2 separate regions of the Pan troglodytes genome follow, and region 2 is linked to region 1. Evidence: chromatin contacts called from public HiChIP or PLAC-seq data. All regions are on one chromosome and are shown on one strand. Each heading gives the region's core, a stretch centred on a gene start, on an enhancer-like site or on the middle of the called end of the contact. The rest is flanking DNA. Distances are from core to core; before and after follow the strand shown.

Region 1 (5,583 bases), core at 911-3,410:
GAGAAGAATGGACTTTTAGGATGGGGGTGTATTGTTTATTGTTTCTTATCCCTGAAAAGTTTCCATCTTTTCTTCATCTTGACTCATTCCCTACCCCCAGGCTTCTGCTTTATTCATCAAGCTTTCGTTGTGCAGCCAGTGAGCAGGCCTAGAAAGTCCTGCACGTGTTATGTGGCCCACCCCTCTCCTGGACTAGGAAGGATAAGGGCAGTGAGCTTCTGCAGGGTGAGTCTCCAGAGTACTTTTCCTTTGAACATGCTGCTGAAATTGAAGCCTCTGAGGATACCAGGAGTTGAGTTTTCAGGGCCATCTTTTCGTTCTCCTCACTAGGAAGGCTGAAATGAGTGTGCTTGTGAGTGCGTCAAGGGAGTCGAATTGAGATAGCAATAGCAGGCTTTGCTCCTGCTTGAACCTCAAATAGTAAAAATTAAGAATATTTATAAAAATAGGTTTTTCTCATTCCACAAAACAGATAAGTTATTAAAATTACATTAGCAAATAATCCTAACACAAACTCCCACCATTTTTAAGAGAGTGCTTGATAGGAAAACTTGTCAAACATGTCAATTCCATTTCTCATGCAAAAAGTACTTGTTTTCTCTGTCAGTAGCACAGTGAAACTGCATGGTTAATGGGAAGAGGAAGAGTTTTTGAGACGGCTACATAAATAGAACATAGGACAGATAGATACTAAAATAGCTTAAAAATAATGTCCCTATTGATTTTTTTAATTTGATGGTTTAAATTCAGTCACATTTTTGTTAAGTACCATTTATGTACTCAGAGCTATTTTATTAAGAAACAACACGGGCCAGGCGTGGTGGCTCACGCCTGTAATCCCAGCACTTTGGGAGGCCGAGGCGGGCGGATCACGAGGTCAGGAGATCAAGACCATCCTGGCTAACACGGTGAAACCCCGTCTCTACTAAAAAAATATAAAAAAATTAGCCGGGCATGGTGGTGGGCGCCTGTAGTCCCAGCTACTCAGGAGGCTGAGGCAGGAGAATGACGTGAACCCGGGAGGCAGAGCTTGCAGTGAGCTCAGATCTTGCCACTCACCACTGCACTCCAGCCTGGGCAACAGAGTGAGACTCCATCTCAAAAAAAAAAAAAAAAAAAAAAAAAAAAAAAAAAAAAAAACTAAAAAAGAAAAGAAACAACAAAACTAATTGCCTGTGGCAACTGAGGAATATAAATAAGAAAATTTTATTTAAATTTTCTCATTACATTAGCTTGAAGAATTTACAGCCCAGTTTTTTCTTTTTGTGTATCCTCAAGTCCTGAAGTGGCCCTGAAGCCACTCAGAAACTGGCCCCAGTTTTTTCCCAGAAACATGTATTGTCTGACTTGTATTTCCTTTGAGTATTGTCCGCAAGTCCAGAATTACTCGGTCTCAGGGAGGATGGGTCTGTTCCAAGAATTGTATGTGCTGCATTGGGGGGTGTCCATATTTTCAAGTCACAGCGTTGGGTAATAATATATGTACAAAGCCTGACATTTAAAAAAAACCCTTCCAATTAAGAGTTTAGTTTTCATGAAGTAAATTATAGTGACTTTAATATTTTAATAAGCTCTCTCCCTAAAAAACTTATAACAGCAATTATTCTATCTTATTTCTATTGGACTTAAAAAGAAGCTAGGAGCCAAAAATAAGCAGGGAATTTAAAGAATTACAAAATAATCCTTTAAAGAGTAAAGACCTTTTAGTTATAAAGTTGACAAACACTTCAAAAACTCAACATAGAAAAACATCCTTTCATTGTTGGTATTCAGAATGGATTGTTCTCTCTTTAGCATGTTAAAAGTTCTAAAATTATCTTTAAGGTCTTTTTTTTTTTTTTTTTTTTTTTTTTGATAAGCACCAGCCAAGCAGCATTAGTGGGTAGGAAGGATGATGCCGGAGGTTAGAAATGTTCAACTGCAACATTGATTTGTGTCTATCTCTCTCCCTCTCCCTCGCTGGCCTTTTTCTCGTTAATGAGGACTAGAATGTTTCCACATCAGTTAACTGCCTTCATAAAGCACCAGAAGGTCACACCAGCTCCAGACTGATCCTTTTCTTTGTGCCTATAATATAATTGGCTGATTGTGCGGGTGATGAGCGCCCCCTCCCCCCAGCCCGGTCCCAGCTCCATGTTCCTAAGCCTGCCTCACTGGTTTCGGAGGGCTGGAGAGCAGCTCAGCTCGCTAGCTGCGCGCTTCCCGGCACAGGCAGTGCCACTGCGCAGGTTGATCAGCGAAACAGCATCCATTTTAATCTGCGGGGAGCCCCTGCCTTACCAGGGCATTCTCTCCGCCCGCCGGTGGATGCTCCACGCCTGCCCTCCGCAGCCTCGCTCAGCAGTCCTGCGTTGGGGTCTGCGCCCTAGGATGCACTGAGATGGTACATCAGGATAACTGCTCGTATCAGGTAAAATTTAAAGCCTGATTCTGAGGCCGGCATCCTTTGGGAGAGGAGGCCTTCCTCTTCCAAAGCAGCAGGTTGCCTCTTTCCGGATATTCAGGGATTTTGCCATCTTCCGCGCCTGGCCTTCATCACATGCAGTATCTGAATTGTAATTAGCTTTTCTGGGGAGTAATGGGGCAGAAAACACTGCTTCCTTGGCCTTTAAAGCATTTGTGAAATTCACGGAGGTGATCTGTGCTTTGCATATTTTGTACGTCTGCAAATAAGAGGAATTGCTTTGGACTGTAATTTGAATTTAAGGGAATTTCAGAGGAAAATCTGTTTGGAATCTCACATCGATAACACTGAAAAACGTGATTTTTGCTCGTTGCATAGGATGTGAGTTGCTTCACATCCAGCTTTTAGGACTGTCTTTAAGAAATTATGTAAATAGATAGTCGCGATTGATAATCTTGGAAATTTTCAAAAATCAGCCAGTATGCACTTGATGTTTAAAGTTGCACTTGTGTGTCTTTCCGAACTTATTTTTACTAGTATGTTGTTTTAAATGGTTGGTAAATAAGCATTAAAGTATCAACATGCATCAAAAACTCCAAATAGAAAAATCTTAGTAATGCATATTCATTTGTATGCTAATTTGCTACTGGAGTTATGAATTAAACACTTAGACAATTTCAAAAGATCAGCTCTAGAGTGTTTAGTAACTCCTTGGTAGGACTTGGACTGTTGAGGCAACATTGAAAGTATCTTTGTTGAAAACAGACAGCAAGAATGTTCTCAGAGAAATTGCTCTTTGCAGCAGCAGGCAGGGCTGGTCCAAATCTTGGAGAGTTAATATTGGGATATTACTCAACTCACTGAGTTTAGAAGCTCTGAGAGACCAATTCTCTAACTTAACAATGCTTCTTCCTTGTGTGAGGTCGGTTACCTGAGACAAGCAAGTGTTTCTCATAAGGTCAGATTTCACAATGGTAAATATGTGCAGGCAAAAATAGTACATTTCACAAGACTCAAGGCAGTGGTTCCTCAGCTAAGTAACGTGTGCCTATGAAATGTATTTATATACTTTGTCTTGCTTAATAACTAGAAATTTGTACTTACAGATTTATTTCATAGTATTTTCATTTTATGGTACATTTAGGGCCATAGATCCTAAATATTGAGCTTCATGCTTCACAGTAATTCTTTCCACGAGAAAGGGGTCACAGATGCTGAGAAAAAACCAACATGTCACTTACACATAATACAGAACTTGAGGGTAGGGGATGTCAAGTATCCATAGAGAGCCTAATCTACACATGGCATGGCTCCAGGTGATTGAATTACTATAATAATTAAAATAACTCTCTCTTTTCCAAGAATCTATTTATTTTTGAAGGGCAAACTACTATAAGATTATTCCGTATGTCTTTTCATTAGGTTGAACATAAAAGCATTGTTTTTGTAGGTTGAAAATTGGTCAAATATCAGCAATTTCATCTGGAGAGAAGGGGTTATATTAGCATTCTACTTCTTCCAAAGGAAGATAAATTGATTTTATTTTACATGAGCTGCAATATATAACAGTGTCATTATGTGTTTAATAGTTTTGAAGTATTTATTGCTTATTTTCACAATAAAATTAAGTGTATTGGTTGGGTAATAATGGTCAATAGATTTTGCATCTGCATGGGATTTTATAGTAGAACTACCTACATGTGTATGTTCTTTTGAAGTGCTCTCTCTTTATACATAGCTCAGCGAAAACAGAAACATTAACCTTGAAGCCAAATCTTAATCCCACTTAGAAACCTTCATTTTAGAACCCAGCTGGCACCACATGCAACTGGATTCAGAAAAGGTGCTTTCTCGAAGTCCTTAGCTTGATGTTTGTAGTCACTGATGATATCTGCAGTTGAATGGCTTTCGGAAACTTCCCCACCATTTTACAAGGACTTACTTATTTTTTAAGGATGATATTGCAGTGGTTAAAAGCAAATTTCTTAGATTAGCATTTTTAGTCCGTTGATAGAATTCATTTGAAATATTGATTCCTTTTCTCCCATAAATGATGTATGCCAAGATTTCTTAATGGGTAGTCCATGAATGGGGGCTTTAGGGGCCATTCCCCTGAAAATTGCATGCACATTTTGGTGCTTTTGTATAGATGTACATCATTGTTGTCGTGGTTGTTATTGCATTCATAATTACAGCAATAATAGCCTTCTATGTGTTCTACCTACCCCTGCCCTTGCCCACACTCCATAGTCTATTTTCAACACAGTTTCCAAAATGAGCTTTTAAAACTGAAGACAGATCATGTCCCATATCTCAAAAATTTTAGTTTATCATCCTGCTCAGAGTAAAAATCCAAGTCCTAACAGGGCTTTATATCAGCTCGTCCCTGCTTCCTCTTGGACTCCGCTCCTACATTCCTGATTTCCTCCACTACCTTCCTACCATGCTGGGCTGGCCCTGCACCTGCTATTCCTTCTGCCTGGCATGCACCCCCACCTCCCCTATCCACCCCCTCCCCGCCCTACTGTGTAGGGTTGCCAGATTTAGCAAATAACTTACAGCATTTGGGACATACACTAAAATATTGTTCACTGTTTATCTGAAATTCACATTCAACCAGGCATCTAATATTTTACATCTTATAGATATTTACCTTATATTGTCGCCTCTTTACTCCCCATCCATTACTCTCTCACTTTCTGCGAGTCTTTGCTCAGATGTCACTTCTAGGTGAAGCCTTATCTGGATGTAATCTGTAAACTTCCAGCTCTCCAGTTCTATCCCAATATTTCTTTCTTTCTTTTTTTTTTTTTTTTGAGATGGAGTCTCACTCTGTTGCCCAGGCTGGAGTGCAGTGGCGCAATCTCAGCTTACTGCACCCTCCGTCTGCTGGGTTCAAGCAATTCTCCTACCTCAGTCTCCTGAGTAGCTGGGATTACAGGCGCCCGCCACCATGCCCAGCTAATTTTTGCATTTTTACTAGAGACTGGCTTTCACCATGTTGGCCAGGCTGGTCTCGAACACCTGACCTCAGGTGATCTGCCCGCCTTGGCCTCCCAAAGTGCTGGGATTACAGGCATGAGCGCGGCCTATCCCAATATTTCTATCATGCTTCTCTAATTTATTTTTATATTTATTTATCGCCATTTATCATAGTACATATTTTACTTATTTGTCTA
Region 2 (5,583 bases), core at 2,076-4,575, 560 kb after region 1:
CTGGGTTTTCAGTGATAAGTTATGTGTGTTTCGGTAACATTAATATACCAAGGTGCTTATATTATCAAGAGGAATATTCACTTCTATCTGCACTGTGTCTATATCTAATTTATTAATCTTAAACAATATTCTCTAAATATTTATACAATAATTACATAAATTCATATTAGTTAATATCTAATTTATCTAAATATTTACAATTACAAATTTAATCTTTTAAAATATTTACTCAGAAATCTAATTTCAGCCTTTCTGAAATGTTATGACATTAGAAGGCAAACAAAACACGTATTGTTAAAATGATGAAAAAACCTTGCACTTAAAGAACTGAAAATGAAGATTTTAATTCTAATTCCAATTTTTCTCTTTGAACTTATTTCTTCCTGTGGGGTATAATTTTTTTCTAATGTAAAAAGTGAGGTTTTCCTTCTAAGACTGCCTGAAATTGCAGATAGAGATTACTGACAGATCATTTTAGACTAGGAAGATACGACCCAGTTATAGCAATACTTTCCAAAATGACTGTAACCCAGTCTTTTCCAGGTAGGCCAGCTTCTCTTTGTAATTAAACTCTGTTAATTTCATGAGACATGTCCAAAATATTGGCAACAATCAACCAAAAGTCTTTATTTCTTATGACTCTAATATCTTCTCAAAATTTATGCTTATTCTGAATGTCTTATTTTTGTGGTATATATAAATCTCCAGATTTAAGTCTACTCTGTAGCTGTTTGTTACGTTTTCTCATTATACAACCTGGTTTATGCCCCTTTTCAAAATAGTTTTCTGAGTGGGCAATGGTTAGGTTCAATTAAATTTAAGGCCATCAGTCAGTTGATTTATCAAAACTATATTTTCTGTGACTTATCGTTCTTCTTATACCTTATCACTACTTCAAGGATACACAAAGAATAGTATATGACTGACTTCAAGGGTTTATACTCTAAACCATCACAATCTACAAAAGCTATAGATTTTTACCCCAAAATGACTCCAGATTTTTTTCCATCCTACTTAGGCACTTCTCACTTATTGTTATATAGTAACAATCTTAACTAAAGCCTAGACTGATCTCAGTTTCTTTCCCCTTTAACATACCCCACATAACTACTGTTAATTATTCTTCCTATATTTACCAAGTCATTCCTTGGCTCAGAATTGTTCTAAAAGCTGTTTCCTCCATATCATATCTAACATCCTTGACTTGGTTTTCAAGATCCTTCAGGAGCTACCCTTCCTCTAACTTGATATCCCATTATTCATCCTTAGCATACTTTGATAAGTTCAATGTCATAAACACAGCAAAATCAAATCCTTATGGAGCATGTGCTAGATGAACAATCATAAACAGTATGATGAGACAGGTATTATATGCTAGTTTCATAAATAAATACTCTCAAGATTGACAAACTGAGGAAACTGTCAAGCATATACCTAAAAAATGATGGAACTTGGGATTGTTTTCTATATTACATCTTTCCACTACATTGTGCTCTGTTCCCCCAAATACACCACTCAATTTGGTCTATACTTTTTTTTTTTTTTTTGAGACGCAGTTTCGCTCTTGTTGCCCAGGCTGGAGTGCAATGGCACTATCTCGGCTCACCGCAATCTCCGCCTCCCGGGTTCAAGAGATTCTCCTGTCCCAGCCTCCCTAGTAGCTGGGATTACAGGCATGCGCCATCATGCCCTGCTAATTTTTTATTTTTAGTAGAGACGGGGTTTCTCCATGTTGGTCAGGCTGGTCTCGAACTCCCAACCTCAGGTGATCCGCATAGTTTATACCTCTCCAACTCAGGTTTTGTAGTGTTTTACAACCTTTGGAAATGCAAAAATTCCAGAAGCCCTCAAAGATAATCCTTATATCTTCTTGGTATGCTTATCAGCCAAAAAACTTTTTTTCATTAAAGTTTGTTTTCTGTAGTTTGTTTTATGAAAACAACAATTCGTTTTTAACTTCAAACATAAAGATATATCACGATATTGAGTCTATGCTTATTCAATACACACCAGTCTCCCAACCTCACCAAATTCTTACAATTGGTTGGGAGGGGGGTGGCTCTCCACACCTTTTTGAGAATCACTGAACCTGACTTCATGCTCTTCCAGGGAAGAACCATAATGTATTTAGAGTGATCATGTAAATTCATTCAAAAGGCAGATTTAATGGTGATTTAACATGCCAGACCCTAAGTAAGCAAAAGTTAAAGAAAAAAAAAGGAGGCTAGTAGTTCTCAATGTCAATTACTTAAGAGTTGTTGCATGAATACTGGAGATAGTCAAATGAGCCAGTGGCTCTTTAACAATATAGGGAATTAGGAGCAAGTATGAGATTCTGATTATAAAGTTGTAGGAAAACTAACTTCCCAGAAAAATGCACATAGAATTATGTATACAATGTCAGGCGAGTTATGAACTCTGAAGCCCAATCATCTACCACCAGATCCACAGACCTCAGGTTAAAAACCCACTAAAACTAAGTTCTCGGGGAACAGGAATCGCCAAACTTGCTTACTAATTCTAATTATGCCTTACCCAGGGCAATGTATACAAACACTACTTAGGGAATATTTGCTGATCGATAATTTCCTCATAAAAATAACCAGAACACTGGCGAGTCGTTTTTTCCATTAAAGAGCCTTTTAGTCAAATTATTTTAAAAGTCCGAAACCTTTCACTAGTAACACCAATGATCTCGAAAATCATTATTGCGCTATTCACATGTCGACTAAGCTATCACGAATCCAGGTCTTCCAGTTGTCTCTCTACTCCCTTAAAATTCAGGGCTTCCTCCTTCGCATCCCAAAAGCTACACCCGGAGCCCCGCTGCCGCCAGGGAGACAGAAAATGATGCTCCACGAAGCACACAGCTTCAAAACAGGAAAGATGGGATCCAGTGATGGCTACAACTTCCAAACCCTTTTCTCACCAGGTCCAGAGGTGAAGGGATTTACCTCAAGTTCCAGGAAAGCGGTGGCGATTGCTCTCAAATACCTGGTACCTCCCCGTCACCATAGTGACTTCTAAGAGTTACGCTCCCTTCCTCTTCCCGCGATACTTCTACGCGGCACGTCATCCGAGTGGGCCGGCGAGCCCGCCCTCTTCTGAAGAGGCGTTTCTGGACCACTGAGCCCCGCCTCCCACTGTGAGCGGAACCCTACCGTTTTTAAAAAAATCTTTTTCAAAACTTGTCAGGTTGTCTTTCCAAATATTTTTAATAATAGTGCTGCTGCTGTAGACCACAGAGAAAAGAATCCCTCGCTCTTCCTTTTCACTTAGTAGAAACTTCTACCGCGTAGGTCCCGCCAGGAGTTCGCGCATGCGCAGGAGCGACAATAAGATGGCGGTGATAATCGCCGCACTTTTTTTCAAATTAGTGGATCCCAGAAATCATTGCGCGCATTTGTAACGAATTTCCGTTCGAGTTTGTATTTTAGGCGCCATTTTCGAGTGAAGGACCCGGAGCCGAAACACCGGTAGGAGCGGGGAGGTGGGTACTACACAACCGTCTCCAGCCTTGGTCTGAGTGGTCTGTCCTGCAGGTAAAGTACTTATCTTCCTGGTCAGGTTGTCACGCTCTTACTTCCTGCCTTGTCCGCGAGCGCCTGGAAAATAGAGGCCTTGAGCCCGAGCGGCGAAGTCCGGGCTTGAAGCTGCCGCTGGGAGATTTCTCTTGCTGTCACCCCTCCCCCCTCGGCCGCTCCCCGGCGGCCCGGGCTCCCGCGCGCAGCTCCCGGGCGCCACTTTTCCAAGCTACTCAAACGTCTCGGGGAGGCCCCGAGCCTCGCAGATCTCTTCTTTAAAAAATCCTAGTCTCTATCTGGAAAAGGGCGTCTCCCCCTACCCCTCTTTCTTCTGCCAACGGACTAGTCACCGGGTCTCAGCCTTCGCTGGTGACCTTTCATGGTTTACTATCCAACGGGACTCCGCTCGGGGAGTTGGAGAGACAAACTCTTGCCACTCCAAAATTAGCAAGCGCTGCCAGCGTCCGACTTGAAGTTGCTAGTGGTTAGTCCCAGCCTTCGCCCTTCGCGGTCCGACCGCGGAGAGGAGGGAGACTTCGTTATGCCCCGGGCCGTCAACGGCGCCAGGAGCTAAAGGGCGGGCAGACGAAAGCGGGCGGCGAGTCGCCAGTTAGTCCTCACCGCTCTGGAGAGAGTTGCTAGCCACGGGATCCTGACCCAGACACGAACTCGTTTCTCCACGTCGGTGCGCGCTTGCATCCCTGGCCCCGAAAGCGTGGGAATGTCCGGAAATGCTGGCGTATGGGAGTTCCTTAATTAGAAATGCGTTAGCGAATATTATACGCTTATACTATGGGCGGACGGGTGAAGAGCCTTAAAAACAACAACAACAAACTAAGCAGTTGCTCAATCGTTGATTGATCCTCAGGCACGTCTAGTTTTTCCCACTTACATAGGTCTTGTTAAGAAACCAGTCCTGCCTTCTTGCCACTCGTGTCTTTCGATGGCTCCCTTCCCGAAGTCCCGCTGCCTCTAAGCGGAGTGTTAAGCGGGGCTCTCGGAAGCCGGTGGACCGAGATTTCCCCGGGTGGGGCGGGCGCGGTGTAGCGGCCCGCGGGCTGACTTGCTCCCGGCTGTCCCCCGGCCCCAGCGACCATGCCCCGTAAAGGCACCCAGCCCTCCACTGCCCGGCGCAGAGAGGAAGGGCCGCCGCCGCCGTCCCCTGACGGCGCCAGCAGCGACGCGGAGCCTGAGCCGCCGTCCGGCCGCACGGAGAGCCCAGCCACCGCCGCAGGTGAGTGAACCGCCGCGACTCGGCAGGAACGCGCGCTGTGGGACTGGCAGGCAAACGCGCCCAGCCCGAGGCTGGCTGGGGTTGTTGAGCGCGGAGTTGACATCTGAAGGTCCGGTGTCGGTCCGGTAGAGGCTCAGGAAAGCCATTTGGCAACTTTGAGATAGGATTCCCGTGTAATTTTGGTGTAACGGCGCTGGAAGGGATGGGGGCGAGCAAACGGGTTCAGTTGTGAATTTTTGTTTGTGACCTGTGGAATGGTACAGGTCACAAACAAAAATTCAATATCTTTATTGTTACTTCCGCTAAAATCGAGACGGTCAATCAAGAGAGCAAGTGGACTTTTTTCCCAGAGACAATCAATATGACTATGTGAGCATGATGAAAAGTTTTTTGACCCTAACCTCACCTCCGTGGTCTTAGATTGCCTTTAAAGAGAAGACGATAATTTATTTGAAGCCACTGTAGCTTTTGTGAGTCCAGGAGTTGGGTGACATTATTAAACCCTCGTGGTAGTGTCGCTGAAGTTCATGAGTTTCCAAAATGAAGGTTCCAGGTGCTCAGTGGTACGGAGAATTGCATCTAGAGCCTTAGGATTTAACCTCCTGTTTAGGATAGGCAGCAGGAAATAGCTTGTTACGGTTTTCCCAGATTTGCTCTATGATGTAGTGTTTTGACTCTTAAGAGGTATAGGTATATAGAATTTTGTGACCGGTGGCATTTCTTTCAAGAATTTTTTTTAGTAAAACCAAGCTGAAGGTTTAGTCACCCCCATGAGTTTAAGATAATAACATATTTAAGTGGAAAATATAGACTCCTAAGTTTCAT

The links. HiChIP or PLAC-seq counts read pairs in DNA pulled down with a chosen protein or histone mark.
Region 2: a contact with region 1 is called in an H3K4me3 HiChIP or PLAC-seq map of stem cell-derived excitatory neurons, with 5 times the contacts expected there. The contact joins the promoter of SMC4 here to the promoter of SCHIP1 in region 1. A contact is called at or near these places in 1 of 7 Hi-C or Micro-C datasets (stem cell-derived neural progenitor cells) and 1 of 1 datasets of contacts at active chromatin or transcription factors (stem cell-derived excitatory neurons).

Annotation. Positions count from the first base shown.
Region 1 is chr2:163,015,530-163,021,112 of NHGRI_mPanTro3-v2.0_pri, forward strand. It overlaps SCHIP1 (schwannomin interacting protein 1), which reads left to right and starts at 2,161. Exons shown (of 7, transcript NM_001243055.1): 1 at 2,161-2,410. The coding sequence starts at 2,381.
Region 2 is chr2:163,574,451-163,580,033 of NHGRI_mPanTro3-v2.0_pri, forward strand. SMC4 (structural maintenance of chromosomes 4) reads left to right here and starts at 3,326. Exons shown (of 24, transcript XM_003950224.6): 1 at 3,326-3,542; 2 at 4,615-4,758. The coding sequence starts at 4,620. IFT80 (intraflagellar transport 80) reads right to left here and starts at 2,991. Exons shown (of 20, transcript NM_001279914.1): 1 at 2,955-2,991.